Regions from separate parts of the Mus musculus genome. Here region 1 is linked to region 2. The links are chromatin contacts, called in public Hi-C maps. All regions are on one chromosome and are shown on one strand. The core of a region is the stretch at or near the end of the contact, and the rest is flanking DNA. Distances in the headings are between cores, read along the strand shown. Region 1 holds the start of Dhx36 (DEAH (Asp-Glu-Ala-His) box polypeptide 36). Region 2 overlaps Arhgef26 (Rho guanine nucleotide exchange factor (GEF) 26).

Region 1 (6,645 bases), core at 2,395-4,894, 43 kb after region 2:
ATGCCCAACCTCTCCACCAAACATACAAAGTGAAATCATCCCCGCCGTTTCGTTTCCCCAGGCCTAAAGCTATGTTCTAGTTTTCAGCATCACCAGCAAACCTACTGGCAAGTGCTCCATTTCCTCGTCTCCAGAATTCGACTGCCTGCCACTATCAATTTCCATGCCCTTCTCCCCACCTCTGGGTATTCCACCCTTGAATTTTCTCCCCGGTCTTCTCTTCCTCTAATTATGTGTTGCCCACTTTACAGCTGGAATGACCTACATGGCGAGTAACGCTGGCATCATGTGTAAGTCTGTTAGAGAAGTAGACTCTCTGGCTCTGTCCGGTCATTTACTTTAACTAGGTGCCAGGTGAATCCTATGCATATTCAAGTTGGAGAAACAAGATAGGTCTACTTCAGAACATGTGCACATGAATTCACAGGCAATGGGGAATCAAGAGTGGTCAAAATATGAGCCTATTAGATTAAAGAACTCAAGAAGGAAAAAGTCCACATATTAATTGAAAGATAAAATAGTTTAAAAAGAGAATAAAGAAACCTTAGGAATTACGGATTATTTAAGTGGAACTTAGGTAGATGGTATATGGACTGTGCTTTTATGTCCCTGTGGTAGTCAAGGTTAAAAGAGGACCTTTTTAAGTCAATTAAAGCAATGATGAGATTTTCCTAATTGTACTAATCATTAACAGAAACCTGAATCTGGATCTCTACAGATTTTGTAGAGAAGCTATGCCCATCCTATAATGAATGGTAGAACCTCTCACAATATCTGGCGCTCAAGGCCCAAACAGAAAATCAGCAGTCATTAATGCCCAACCTCTCCACCAAACATACAAAGTGAAATCATCCCCGCCGTTTCGTTTCCCCAGGCCTAAAGCTATGTTCTAGTTTTCAGCATCACCAGCAAACCTACTGGCAAGTGCTCCATTTCCTCGTCTCCAGAATTCGACTGCCTGCCACTATCAATTTCCATGCCCTTCTCCCCACCTCTGGGTATTCCACCCTTGAATTTTCTCCCCGGTCTTCTCTTCCTCTAATTATGTGTTGCCCACTTTACAGCTGGAATGACCTACATGGCGAGTAACGCTGGCATCATGTGTAAGTCTGTTAGAGAAGTAGACTCTCTGGCTCTGTCCGGTCATTTACTTTAACTAGGTGCCAGGTGAATCCTATGCATATTCAAGTTGGAGAAACAAGATAGGTCTACTTCAGAACTAGGCCATTCTTTTCATTATGTACCCTCATTTCAATAGTATCCACGGGCCCTTGCAATGCCAAATGCTAAATCTAGTGAAGATGTTTCTAGGTCATCGTCTCTCATAGACCCCTTAATGTCAAACGACCCTTTCACAGGAGTCTCGTAAGCCCACTGGAAAACACAGACATTTACATTACACTTATAAGAAGAGCAAAAAAAAAAAATTACAAAACAGCAACCAAATAAATTTAAGGCATGTGTGTATGGGGGTGGGGGGTGTCACCAAAACATGAGGAACTGTATTAAAAGGTCACAGAATTAGAAAGGCTGCGAAGCCTTGCTCATCCAGAAGCCCTCACTTGTAGCCCAGTAACGGCTAACTATCTCTATCTTTTAAGATCCTTTCATTTGACTAGAAAGCCCATATCCTCCTATTTAGTAACATAGCATTCTGTCTATGGCCCTTAGCACACATCATCTCTATAAATTAGGTACTATAATAGTAAGTTTGCCATACACATATATGGAAAGAACTATGAGGACCCACTGGAGTATTTTCATCTGCAAGCATGAGGCTTGTTTGAATGTAAAAGCGATGGAAATTCTAGGATAAAAATCTTATCAAGCCAAAAGTGCTGAAAAGAATTATACCAATTGAAAACCATGTTTAGAGATAATTCAAAGACTCGTTTTAGAGAGGAAAATGGTAAAAAAAAAAAAAAAAAAGTAATAAGGAGCAGAAATCATAAATGATTACATCAGCCTCAGAGCTTGAGCTGGGAAAAATCAACCCAAGGAGGGTTACAGGTTACAGCCAGATCACATGGTTCCCAGGCAACACCAATGAGAGGCAGAAGCTGCATGGCTTCAATAAACAAGTTGGGAAGTAAAGAATAAAATGATCTAAAGACCACTTAAGGAATCACGTTTTAAGAGACCACAATGGGACTGGGGTGGGCGGCTATAATTCAAATAACAAGTTAAGAGGTCTGACCCATACTTGCTGCAGAGATAAGCAAGAAAGCAGAGCAAACAGATTTCCCAAAATGAAAAGAGAAAAATCAATGCTCACTTCCACATGGCAGGTGAATAAACAACACTGGCATTTGCTAAAGTGGAAGTTTGGGGATGGGACTGGGATCAAGGGGTCAACTAATAAAAAAAGCCTAGCCCTGAGGTGTGCACATATGAAATCCCAGCACTGGGAATGAAAAGAGGACTAGGAGTACAAGGTCAGCCTGCACTATGTAGCATCAATATCCAGGGCACAAGTTACGTGTGTCCTGTGTATATCTGGAAAGATCCGCTTATTGAACTTATTTGTTTAGGTATTTCTTTCCCCCTATTAGAATGCAAAGGTCTTTAGCATTCAAAAAAGCATGTATGAAACAGTGTCCAAACACTTAAAGATTCTGCGCAATGATGGAGTTACTTAGACCAGGTCACTCAAAAACCATTATGTTTGCTGGGTTGGTGGTGCACACCTCTAATCTCGGAGGTAGGTGGATCTCTGTGTGTTCAGGGCCAACCTGATTTACAGAGCAGGTTCAGAACAGCCAAGGCTACACAAACCCTGTCTCAGGTAAAACAAAACAAAACAAAACAAAACAAAACAAAACAGACAACAAAAACACGATGCTTCCTATACTACAGGTCTTCAAGATACAAACCAAACTGACAATTTCCTGATGAAATTAGCCAAATACTTCTCTACAGCGTCTTCCTTTCAATAAGTCTTAAAAGAGGCGCTGCTAGTCAACAGAAAATTCAGAACAGAAAGGGAGAAAAAAAAAAAAAAAAAGACCAGCATATGACTCACTTTAATGCTAATACTATTACCTAAACTACTTTTTTCTCCAAGATCTACACACTTAAGACAGTGTTTTAATGCTTTTGTTGGCTGCTTCGGGGAAAAAACTTAAAGGTGACAGCAAGCATTCTAAATGATTGCATCCCCTAATAAGAGTCGGCTTGGCTAGAGTCTGAATTTAGCATTCACCCTCAGTTCAGTTCTCAAGTCCGTAAACAGAGCATGCATCGGCTGCAGCAGTGATGGCTTGGGATGGAGGCGCAACCCATCGGGTGACCCGTTACCCGGGGCTCGACAGAGGTTGCATCGAGCTCGAGCAAACGCCAGGGAGAGCAAACGCGTCCTGACGAGACCTCCATACCTCCTGCCTCTCAGCCTCCTTGTTCTTCTGCGTCTGCTTCTTGGCGTACCACAGGCCGATCTCGCGACCCTTAAGGTGTGCGGGATGCCGGCCCCGGCCGCCGCGGCCCCCTCCGCCGCCGCCCGAGCCCCGGCTCCCTCCGCCGCCGCCGCCGCTGGAGCCCTGGCCGGAGCCCCGTGGGCCCCCATCGCGGCTCCAGCTCTGATGATAGTCGTAGCTCATTGTCGGAGCCGACTAGCAGCTCTGCCAAAACTCAACCGCTGAAAATGGCGTCCGGGCCCGGAAGCGGGCGCACATTCCCCTCTGCTTTGCTTCCGGCGCCCAGCGCGAGAGGGCGGGACGTTGAGTGTCACAAGCAGACATTTCCGGTGACGTCACGGACGGCGCCAGCGGTGTGAGCCGCGGTTCGTGTTCTGGCCAGAAACTTAGCTCCTGGGTGGGCGTCCTTCGGATGGCGGGGAATTTAAACTAGCCTGAGAAAATGTGGAAATTTGAGTGAATTTTAATTACTTTGTTAAACCTAGAACTTATTTGCAAAGCCATGCAAATACATACCCAACAAAACCATCGACCATTGTGTACTCTGTCCTCAAAGACCAAAGAAGTTCTTATTTCTTAGAAAACGCCTGGCACCTCTTTCAGTCAAATATACGCACCCAAATACCTTCTTTAAAGACTCTCTAATACTAGGCTTGGAGAGACGGCTCAGCCGTTAAGAGCACTGACTGCTCCTCCTAGAAGTCATGAGTTCAATTCCTAGCAACCACATGGTTGCTCACAACCATCCATAATCAAATCCCATACCCTCTTTTGGTGTGTCTGAAAACAGCTATAGTAAACTCATATACATAAAATAAATAAATCTTAAAAAAAAAAAAAAACTTTAATCCTGGAACTTGGGTGTCAGCTCAATTGATAAGAGTGCTTGCCTGGCATGGTTTTAATCCCAAACAGTATAAACGGTGTTGTGGTGCAGGTATGCAATCTCAGCAAACAGCAGATGGAAGATGATAAATCAGAATTTGACCCTTAGCTGTATAATGAGTTTGAGGCTGTCATAGGTTACTTGTATCTAATCTGGCAGTTCCTCAGAAAATTAGAAATAGTTCTACCTGAAGACCCAACTATACCACTCTTGTGAATATATGAGAAGATGTCCTACCATACCACAAGGACATGTGCTCCACTATGTTCATAACAGCCTTATATGTAATTGCCAGAAGCTGGAAACAACCAAAGAATGGATACAGAAAATGTGGTTCATTTACTCAGTGGAATACTATTCAGCTATTAAAAATGAGGACATCATGAATTTTGCATGCAAATGAATGGAACAAGAAAATATCCTGATCATCGAAGTAATCCAGACCCAAATGGACATGCATGGTACGTACTCAATGATAAGTGGATATTAACTAAAAAAGTACAGAATACCTAGGATACAATCCACAGTACTTAAAGTTTAACAAGCAGAAAGGCTCAAATGAGGATGCTTCAATCCCACTTAGAAGGGGGAAGAAAATAATCATGGGGGCAGAGGGATGGAGGTAGCCGAATGGAAGGGGGAGGGGAAAATGAAACAGGATAAAGTATTGGGTGGGTGAGCAGGAGAGAAGCCCAGAGGGCCAGGAGAATGAATGGAAATAAGCAGCCAAGGGGATGGGAGGGGCGCGGGGGTCTCTAGAAAGTACTAAAGTACTAGAGACCGGGGAGGTGAGAGACTCTCAGGACTCAATGTGGGTGACCTTAGCCAAAATGCCCAAAAGTGAGGAGAGGGAACTTAAAGAGACTACTACCTCCAGTAGATAGACAGGGTCTCAAGAAGAGGGACTGGGTTACTAACCCACAGTTAAATTTTCTGACCCAGATTTGTTCCTGCCTAAAGGAACTGCAGGGACAAAAATGGATAAGAGACAAAAGGAAAGTCAGTCCAATGACCGTCCCAACTTGGGCTCCAAGCAACAAGGCCTGACACTATTTCTGATCTATGATGTGCTTACAGACAGGAGCCTGGCATGATTATCTTCTGAGAGGCCTTACCAGCAGTGAACTGAGACAAACACAGATACTTACACCTAACATTGAACTGAAGTTGAGGACCCTTGTGGTTGAATTAGAAGAAGGACTGAAGAAGATGAAGACAGGATGGCCCCATAGGAAGAACAGCAGTCTCAACTAACCTGGACCCAGGGAGCTCCCAGAGACTGAGCCACCAACCAGGAGCATACATGGGCCAAGCACAGGCCCCTGGCACAGATATAGCAGAGGTCTGCCTGGTTTGGCTTCAGTGAGAGTTGTGCTTAATCCTCCAGAGACTTGAGACCCCAGGGAAGTGGGTAGTCTTGAGGGGACTGTCCTCTTGGAGGCAAGGGAAAGGAGGAATGGGATGAAGAACTGTGGGAGAGGGGAAGCAGGAGGGGAGGCGATGACTGGAATGTAAATAAATAAAAAAAATAATCTTTACTTTACTTTATCTTTAATAATCTTTACTTTACTTTTACTTTAATCTTTACTTTTACTTTACTTTATTTAAAAATAATCTTTACTTACTTATCATATCTAATAGCATAAAATAGGTATATGTTCCAGAATTCAAGGCAGGACACTTGAGAAATATAAAGCACAGTTTAAGATTCACACACTGATTTGAAGCCATGTGCTGATTATTAACAAGACTAGTCAGTGCCTTGTGCCACCTGTTATAAAGCAATTGAGTGATTTAACCGCTTGGTTTTAATTTTCACCAAAGGTTTTTATTTAGACATCTGATTTAAAGGTGATGGAGATGCTTGACCAACAACAAAAGCAAAAGCTACAAAAAAACGGCAGATAGAAGGGTTTTTGTTGTTGTTGTTGTTGTTATTGTTGTTGTTGGTTTTTCTGTGACAAGGTTTCTCTGTATAGCCCTGGCTGTCCTGGAACTCACTCTGTAGACCAGGCTGGCCTTGAACTCAGAAATCTGCCTGCCCCTGCCTCCCAAGTGCTGGGAACAAAGACGTGCACCACCACTGCCTGGCCAGATAGGAGTTTTTAAGTGCTTGGTGTTTTGTTTGTTTGTTTGTTTGTTTGTTTGTTTGTTTGTTTTGTAAAGAAAAATAAAGGTATGTGTATGGATATTGCTATTAGGCCAGGAAGTGATCCAAATTAATCCACTGTGACCTAAAAGTGTTTTGAGTAAATGCATCTGAGTTTTTGAAATCTTTATTATGTAAAGGCAGACAGAGTCTCCCCAAAATTTTTGATCCTAATCTTGCTAGGAGAGTCAGGGAAG
Region 2 (6,981 bases), core at 2,199-4,698:
GGGTCAACTGCTAAAGAGCTGACATAAGATTGCTCTGCCTTCAGTAACACATGGTTCCTGACAGTTCTGCTTGTTTTCAATTGAAAATGGCTGGAACATACATTAACAATCTTCAGAAAGAGAAAATTAAGCTTAGATAGTATCAAGATACCAACAAGGTACTTGCTTGAAATATTTTGATGTTAGCAGGAATTCATTGCATTAAATACCTGGTAGATGGGTTTGGAGTCTCTCTTAGCTATGAGTTCCAAAAAGACATTATCTTCTGACTAGGACAAGGAGAGACAATGTAGTATACTACAGTTTATTAAAAGGTCATGAAGGTTTGAAAGACTGACATGGGAAATATTTTCATTGGTTGCTATAACCCCTCTATTCTGTATACCATGCAAAATCTATATAGATCTTATCAGCTGCCTCAGATCTTTGTCCCATATCCCTACTCCTGTCTAAACACACCCAAAGCATAAGATTCCAGAAGCCCAGTATGTAAGTGTGCTTGGCTCATACCCAGAAGCCCATCCACCTCAGCAGTAAACCAGAATAGGGCTCCCAGACACGTCTCACTTCTGGGATGCCTTTCCTTGCAAAAGACATTCCAGGCCCTGAGTCCTTGGAGGTATGAGTAAGTACATGAATGAAGCAATAGCAGTAGTCCACAGCAAGAGATGTCCCAGGATTATAAAACAGGAAATCTGTCTCCTCTTCAATGTCACAAACTTTTTAGAAGTACTAACATGTTGTAGTTTAATTTCATGTTTTACTTGAAGCAGAAGGTGTTGCTTGAAAGAGGAGTCATTTTGTATTATTTTTTTGCTAATACCCATTTGGAGCTATAAAGTAATACTATGATCCTGTGAATTAATTTATAAGTGTTAAACAGTGTGGAAATATGCATCCTTTAAATCAAGCAGCTGAACACTTACTAAAGTGTTCCTGTATAGCAGGTATTTAATGGTCACAGTTGTTTCACTTCAACTGTGATTGTTTTTAACATTTTTTAATGCCTTCTTTGAAATGTACAGTGTGACTTCACTCCTGCAAAACCAGAAATGTTACTTTTGTTCCAATAAATTGAAACTGCTTGTACACTTTCAACAAAGCTTGTGAATTTATAAAGACTTTATAACTTCTTTCTGTGCTGGTGTAATTTGATTTACTCGTGGTATGGAGTTTGTGGCTTGGGGGATTTGTGGTTAAATAAAAGCTATACTGAAGTTACCTATAGCTAGCATTATAGAAGACTCATCTTGTCTCGGGTGTGTGTTGGCATCAGCTACCCTAGGAAACAGGTGCTTTTCTACTGTTTCTGTGCTTATGCAATTTTATCACCTAGTAAATCATGGTAGAAGAAAAACCCCATACCCTTCTATATCAGTTTCCCATTGCTGTATAAGATTGCCATAAAATGAGTGACTGGAAGCAATACTCAGTGTCTGTGTAGAATCTTACATTTGAAAAGTCAGAAGTCCCAGGTACCTGGCTGCAAGTGTTACATTATCCTTCAGTCATCAAGGCAGCAATAGAATGCTTATTACTAGGACTTGGAATTTAACTCCCTGTTCATGCTGTCCAAGGGAGAAAACGCCCCTTTGAAGGATTCATGATTAAATTAGGCTCATGGAATAATTTCAACTCAAGATGATTAGCTTTTTGTTGTTGTTGTTGTTTTAAGTAGGCTAATGAATGTTTCAGAAGTAATTTTATTCTTTGGTTAGATCTGTACATTTCCTTGGCTGTGCAACGTAAAATAAAACAACTGGGAGGTGGAGGTTAGCAGAGCTATCTTACAATTCTGCTTTCAGCAGCCACCATAAAACCTTAAAATGCTAGATACTTCCAACTTTATAACAGCAAATGCCCTTCGGATCTTTTTGTACTATAATTCAATAGTCTAAGACATCTTTGCTATCTTTCTACTCTGCTTGCCTGGGATGAAGAGCGATGGGCATACCATTTCTAGTAAGTAGCAGAATACGTTATCCTGTGCTCCCTTGGTCCAGAGCTCTGGGAGGCCACAGAAAAGCTCAGCTCCTTTGATTTGCAGTTTAAGAATGCAAGTCAGAGTGTAGTATGTGCAACTTTTGTGGGTCGAGTCCCTTGTCCCTCAGGAGCTTACTCTGGAATGAATGGGAATATGGTCCTGAAAGACAAGGTTTGCTCAATGGACTCTTAACATTAGCAGAAGAAAACCAAAACCTCATTGGTGCAAACAAATACCACCTGAACTCAGTTATTTCTATAAGCAAGTGGCCATAGGTACAGCAAAGACTCAGAGAGAGAGAGGACACTGACAAAATAACCAACCCAGAGACACTGAATCCTAAAACAATCAGGTTACAGGAATATTCATGAATGTTATTTGTGGAGGTAATGCCACACTTTAAAATGGAAACTGGTAACTACAGAAATTTAAACAAAACTAAAACAACTAGAAATTATATAGTTAACCATGAGATTAGACAGTTAAACAAGATCCCAAGGAAATTGGAAGAGAAGCTAGAGGAAACTATTAAAAAAAAAAAAATCACAGAGGAAGTAACCATGGAGATTATAAAGACTTAAATGGAGTCCTAGAGGAAGGGAATATTGCCACAGGAGATGAAGGAGGTGATTCAACCAGTTTAGGAAGTAAGCTGTACTAGGAAGGGAGAGTGATCTTGGGCAGAGGGGTTCCTTCCAGCTGAGTACATTTCCTGCAGACACAGAAACAGGATAAATACTCAGCATCTACATGTATATCAGCATTAAGTAAGCGAACCTTAAGATAAAAGGTCTGAATAAAGATAATGCCTGCATGCTAATGGAAGGTTAAATCTGTGCTTACAAGTAGACATCTGCATTAACTTAGACCCAAAAGTAAAATGCAAAGCTTTTTACTTCTTCAGATACCAGAGGAAAGAGTAGGTGACCTTGGTTTTGGTGATGAAGACAACATCAAAGGTTTAATCAACAGAAGAAAACTTGGTAAACTTGGCTTTATCAGAATTTCCCTAAAAAGCCTCAGAGAGTGAGAAAGTTTTGCAAGTCTATCATGGATAAAGGAAAAGACTCCTAATGACATTCTGCTACACTCATAGATCAGTGCCTTGTTCATCCATCATCAGAGAAGCTTCCTTGTGCAGCAGATGGGAACAATGAGAGAGACCGACAGCCAGACATTAGGCAGACAGTGAGAGACCTTGGAACACTCAGTCCTAAATGGGATATCTCTTTCCCTCAGAGCTCAGGGAACCCCACAAAAGATAAGGCAGGAAGTGTGTAAGAGCCAGAAGGGATGGAGGACACCAAGGAAACTGTAAAGTCCAGTCAACTCCTTTTTGGAGAAAGCCCGTTTTGTGAGAGACCAATTCCAGGAAGAAAATCAGAGAGTCCACCTGAGCAAACATCCTATGGCAACCCACTTAGCAACAACCAGTCAGGCTGCAATAGCAGGACCAAGGTACATTGAGATAACCTAAGATATCCTGCAGAGGATAGATAACCTGACCATCATGTTTGGTTCCTGTAGATTACACCAGAAATGCAGTGTTTAAAATAGGAACTTGCTGACCCGTATGGAAATTCCCCAACCAAAAGCCTGAACCTCTAGACTCAGGGTTCACTCTGACCCACTGCAACAGGGACAGTGGGAGACCTTGCTGTAGGGCTCGTAATAAAGACCCTTACATGTTTTACACCAGAATTGGCTCCTTGGTAGTCTTTGGGTACATGCAACTTGCGAATAACAGAAACAAGGCCCTCAAAATCAACATAAAGCTCATATAAACTCAGGCTGAAGCAGCAAGTTCGAGGTTTTACTCGGTAGGTCCTTTACATAGATAAACATCCAGTTTAGTGTTTTGATGGAATTCCTGAATGTGAATGAGTGGGTCTCTGATTCTTGCTCTTTTTCTTCTGTTGGTTTGTCTTGTCTAACTTCCATGTGATAGTTTTTAGCTTATATTGTCGTATTTTTTAAATGAATGAATGACTGAAAGAAAACCTACTCACTAGGGTAGAAATTTACAACTGAACTGTCTCTTATACCTGCTGGCAGGGGGAAAAATATCAGTTTTCTCCAATGGAATGATACCAGATATATCAGCCTCTCCAGGACAGGCCTCATGTTCAGAAGTACTTGACCAGCATAATGGACTGCACAGCTTGTGTTAGTTTGGTGGAGTTTTGGGTTTTTTGTTTGTTTGTTGTTTTGTTTTTTGGTGGTGGGGTGTTCTTGGCTTTTGGGGTTGGTTCTTTGTTGTTGTACTGGGTTTTTGTTTCTTGTTTGTTTGGAGAAAGTTCAGTGGGCGAGAAGGGAGAGAGGAGCTGGAAGGTTTTGAGGGAGGTGAAGAATATGGTCAAAGTATATTTAAAATAAAAAATTGTTTTAGTAAATGAAATATAATGAGTTGTTCATTCCAATTTGTACCAGGAACTTTTAAATTTTAACTCAAAGTCCAGGAATGATTTTAATTTTATACAACACAAAAGATCTGGGTAGCTCACCAGAGCACACACACAGAACACACAAACCTAGGGGGAAAAAAATCAACTCTTGGATGTCAGAGCTATAGACCAAATATCCTTAGGCACACTCAAACAGCTAGAAGGGGACAGCATGGTTAGCACAGCTGTATAAATCTATAATCCCAATCTCAACACAGGAGAAGCAGACCTCTGAGTTCCAAGCCTGCCAGGTCAATATAATGAGACCCTGTTAACAAAGGACCTAAGCAAAATACTGAAAGGTAAGACCCTAATAACCCAAGACCTTCATGAGGGAACGAAACAGGAAATCTTACTGCTAGGTGAAATGCAGTAAGGCCTTGGGAAGGCAATCTGGCAGTTTCTGCCACATAATCCCTACCACAATCACAGGCCTTGCTTGGGTTTATCCAAGTGAGTTAAAAACAGGACCATACACATAAAATGTGCATAAATGTTTACAGCAGCTGTTTTCATATCACTTAAACTTAGAAATAACAAAGATGGCCTTCAGTAAGTGAATGGATAAACTGTGTATACATCCAACCATTTTTATCTTAAAATCAAAGTAAAACAATTGGCTTCTAACAACTGAAAATAAATCAAGAGAAAAGTGTATTCAAAGAGATTGATTGGAAACTATGGCAAAGAATAAAGAAATATGGAAAATAGAGTTGACCCTTTAACGCTACTGTGCTGAATAGTTTTATGTCAACTTGACAAAAGTTAAAGAGTTATCTCAAAGGAAGAAACCTAAATTGAGAAACATGCTTCCATAAGATCCAGCTGTAAGGAATTTTAACTGGTGATTGATGGAGAAGAGCCTAGCCCATTTCGGGTGCCTGGGCTGTTGGTCCTGCATTCTAGAAGGAAGCAGAACAAGCTAGCCGTGATGAGCTAGACAGTAAGCTCCACACCCCCTTCCCTAGCTCCTGCCTCCAGGTTCCTGCTCTATTTGAATTCCTGTCCTAAATTCCTTTAAAGACTACTATAACGTGGAAGTCTAAGCCAAATAAAAAATAAACCCTTTCCTTCCCAACTTGCTTTTGTCATAGTGTTTCATCCCAGTTATAGAAACCCTAAGACAACCACCACCATGCAACCTCTACAGTTGAAGAGGTCCTTAACCACTAATGGTCTAGGTGCTCTGGAAGCAAGCTCATCACAAGAGCAACGAAGAAATGACTGAAAGGTTACTATAGTATGGTTTACTATACTAACATGATCCTACCAGTTTTAGATTTAATGCTATACCTTTCTCTGTACCCTGCCACCTTAGTCTAAGTTTTGTTAAGTTTCAACTTTTGTAACAGATTTGTATATATTTTGATAATACTTATATATATTATGTATATATAATATTTGTATATATTATGGATATCCATTGCATGAACTGGCAGACCTTTTTTATTAAATTTTCGATTGTTCTAATCATAAACAATGCAATCATTTCAAATTACTGCAAATCTTCCTGATCTCCGAGCTCCCCTAAAATGTTCCAGTTGGCAACTACAGGAAGAATGCTGGAAAAAGTCCCAGAGAATTCTACTGCATTAAAGCTCTAGGGATCAACTCTCACCTATCTATGAGGCCTGTTTTCAGAAAGAAAGCCACTCATTCGGTCTTAAAACTCTGACTTGAAAATTTCCATCACGTGTCAAATTTAAGAACTAGAAGGAAAGTGAGAATTTAAGACTTGCCCTCGTTCAGCAGGGTTGGCTGCACCCCATTCACTATGCGCTAGTTCTGTAATGCTTCCAAAAGCTGCTGTTCTCACGGTATTCTCAACACCCAGACTGTATCTCACACCTATCCTTTACCTCACGGTTGGTGCCACTTTCTTCTGGCATTTCCTTTTCCACATGAAAAGATCCATCTTCCTCTAGGTCAAGAAACCGGCACTATCAGCATGCCCATCTAAAACCAATAATCTTCTCCCCAGACAGGAACCGTTTTCAACCCATCATTTGACATGAGGTGAAGAATCAGTACTCTATGTACAAGACAACTAAGCAAAGTAGCAACTAGTCACCTGGAAAGATGCTCACTGCTAATCTTAGAAGCAAAAATTAAGACAAAAATGAAATAGAACATTTAACTATATGTTAAACATCAAACTAGAAACCAATAAAAATACCAAATATTAATCATGATTGACAATGGGCAAGCAAAAGTGGCATAGCCACTTGAGGAAAGGTTGGTAGTTTAAAGACACACTTTACCAGGAGGCAAAAGATGACTTAGTTCTCGGAGTAAGGATTAAGGCCTTACAGAAGACTTGAGTTCAGTCCAGCATCTACATGGCAACTCTTAACCACTTGGGATTTCAGCTCCAGGGGATCCAATGCTGTCGTGTGGCTTCTACAGATATCTGCATACATGTGATACACATTAATTTACAAAGGCATAGATACACATTAATTTATAAAGCTACATATACACACATGAATGAAAATAAAAATCTTTTTAAAAAAGACACACTTTACCATGTGATGGAACTATCTTAATCCTGAG

Evidence for each region. A called contact is a pair of places that touch in the nucleus more often than the background predicts.
Region 1: a Hi-C map of the G1E-ER4 cell line shows a contact between it and region 2, with 3 times the contacts expected there. The contact joins the promoter of Dhx36 here to the enhancer-like site in region 2. A contact is called at or near these places in 3 of 39 promoter capture datasets (the C10 cell line, embryonic stem cells and hippocampal neurons), 1 of 15 datasets of contacts at CTCF or cohesin (CD8 T cells), 105 of 484 Hi-C or Micro-C datasets (the AML12 cell line, the AtT-20 cell line, B cells and 57 more), 9 of 115 datasets of contacts at active chromatin or transcription factors (the SCID.adh cell line, embryonic stem cells, epiblast stem cells and 3 more) and 4 of 9 other capture datasets (adipose tissue, embryonic stem cells, liver and 1 more).

The regions. Positions count from the first base shown.
Region 1 is chr3:62,503,344-62,509,988 of GRCm38.p6, forward strand. Dhx36 (DEAH (Asp-Glu-Ala-His) box polypeptide 36) reads right to left here and starts at 3,645. Exons shown (of 25, transcript NM_028136.2): 1 at 3,375-3,645. The coding sequence starts at 3,596.
Region 2 is chr3:62,460,998-62,467,978 of GRCm38.p6, forward strand. Arhgef26 (Rho guanine nucleotide exchange factor (GEF) 26) reads left to right here. Exons shown (of 14, transcript NM_001081295.1): 14 at 1-1,224. Among named protein-coding and RNA genes, the nearest start is that of Dhx36, 42 kb to the right of the region's middle. Within about 2 kb of position 3,449, at least 6 of the 459 cell types and tissues checked have an H3K27ac peak or open chromatin away from gene starts, as enhancers often do. A contact at or near this core is called in the G1E-ER4 cell line, extraembryonic ectoderm and intestinal villus epithelium, where this site is marked.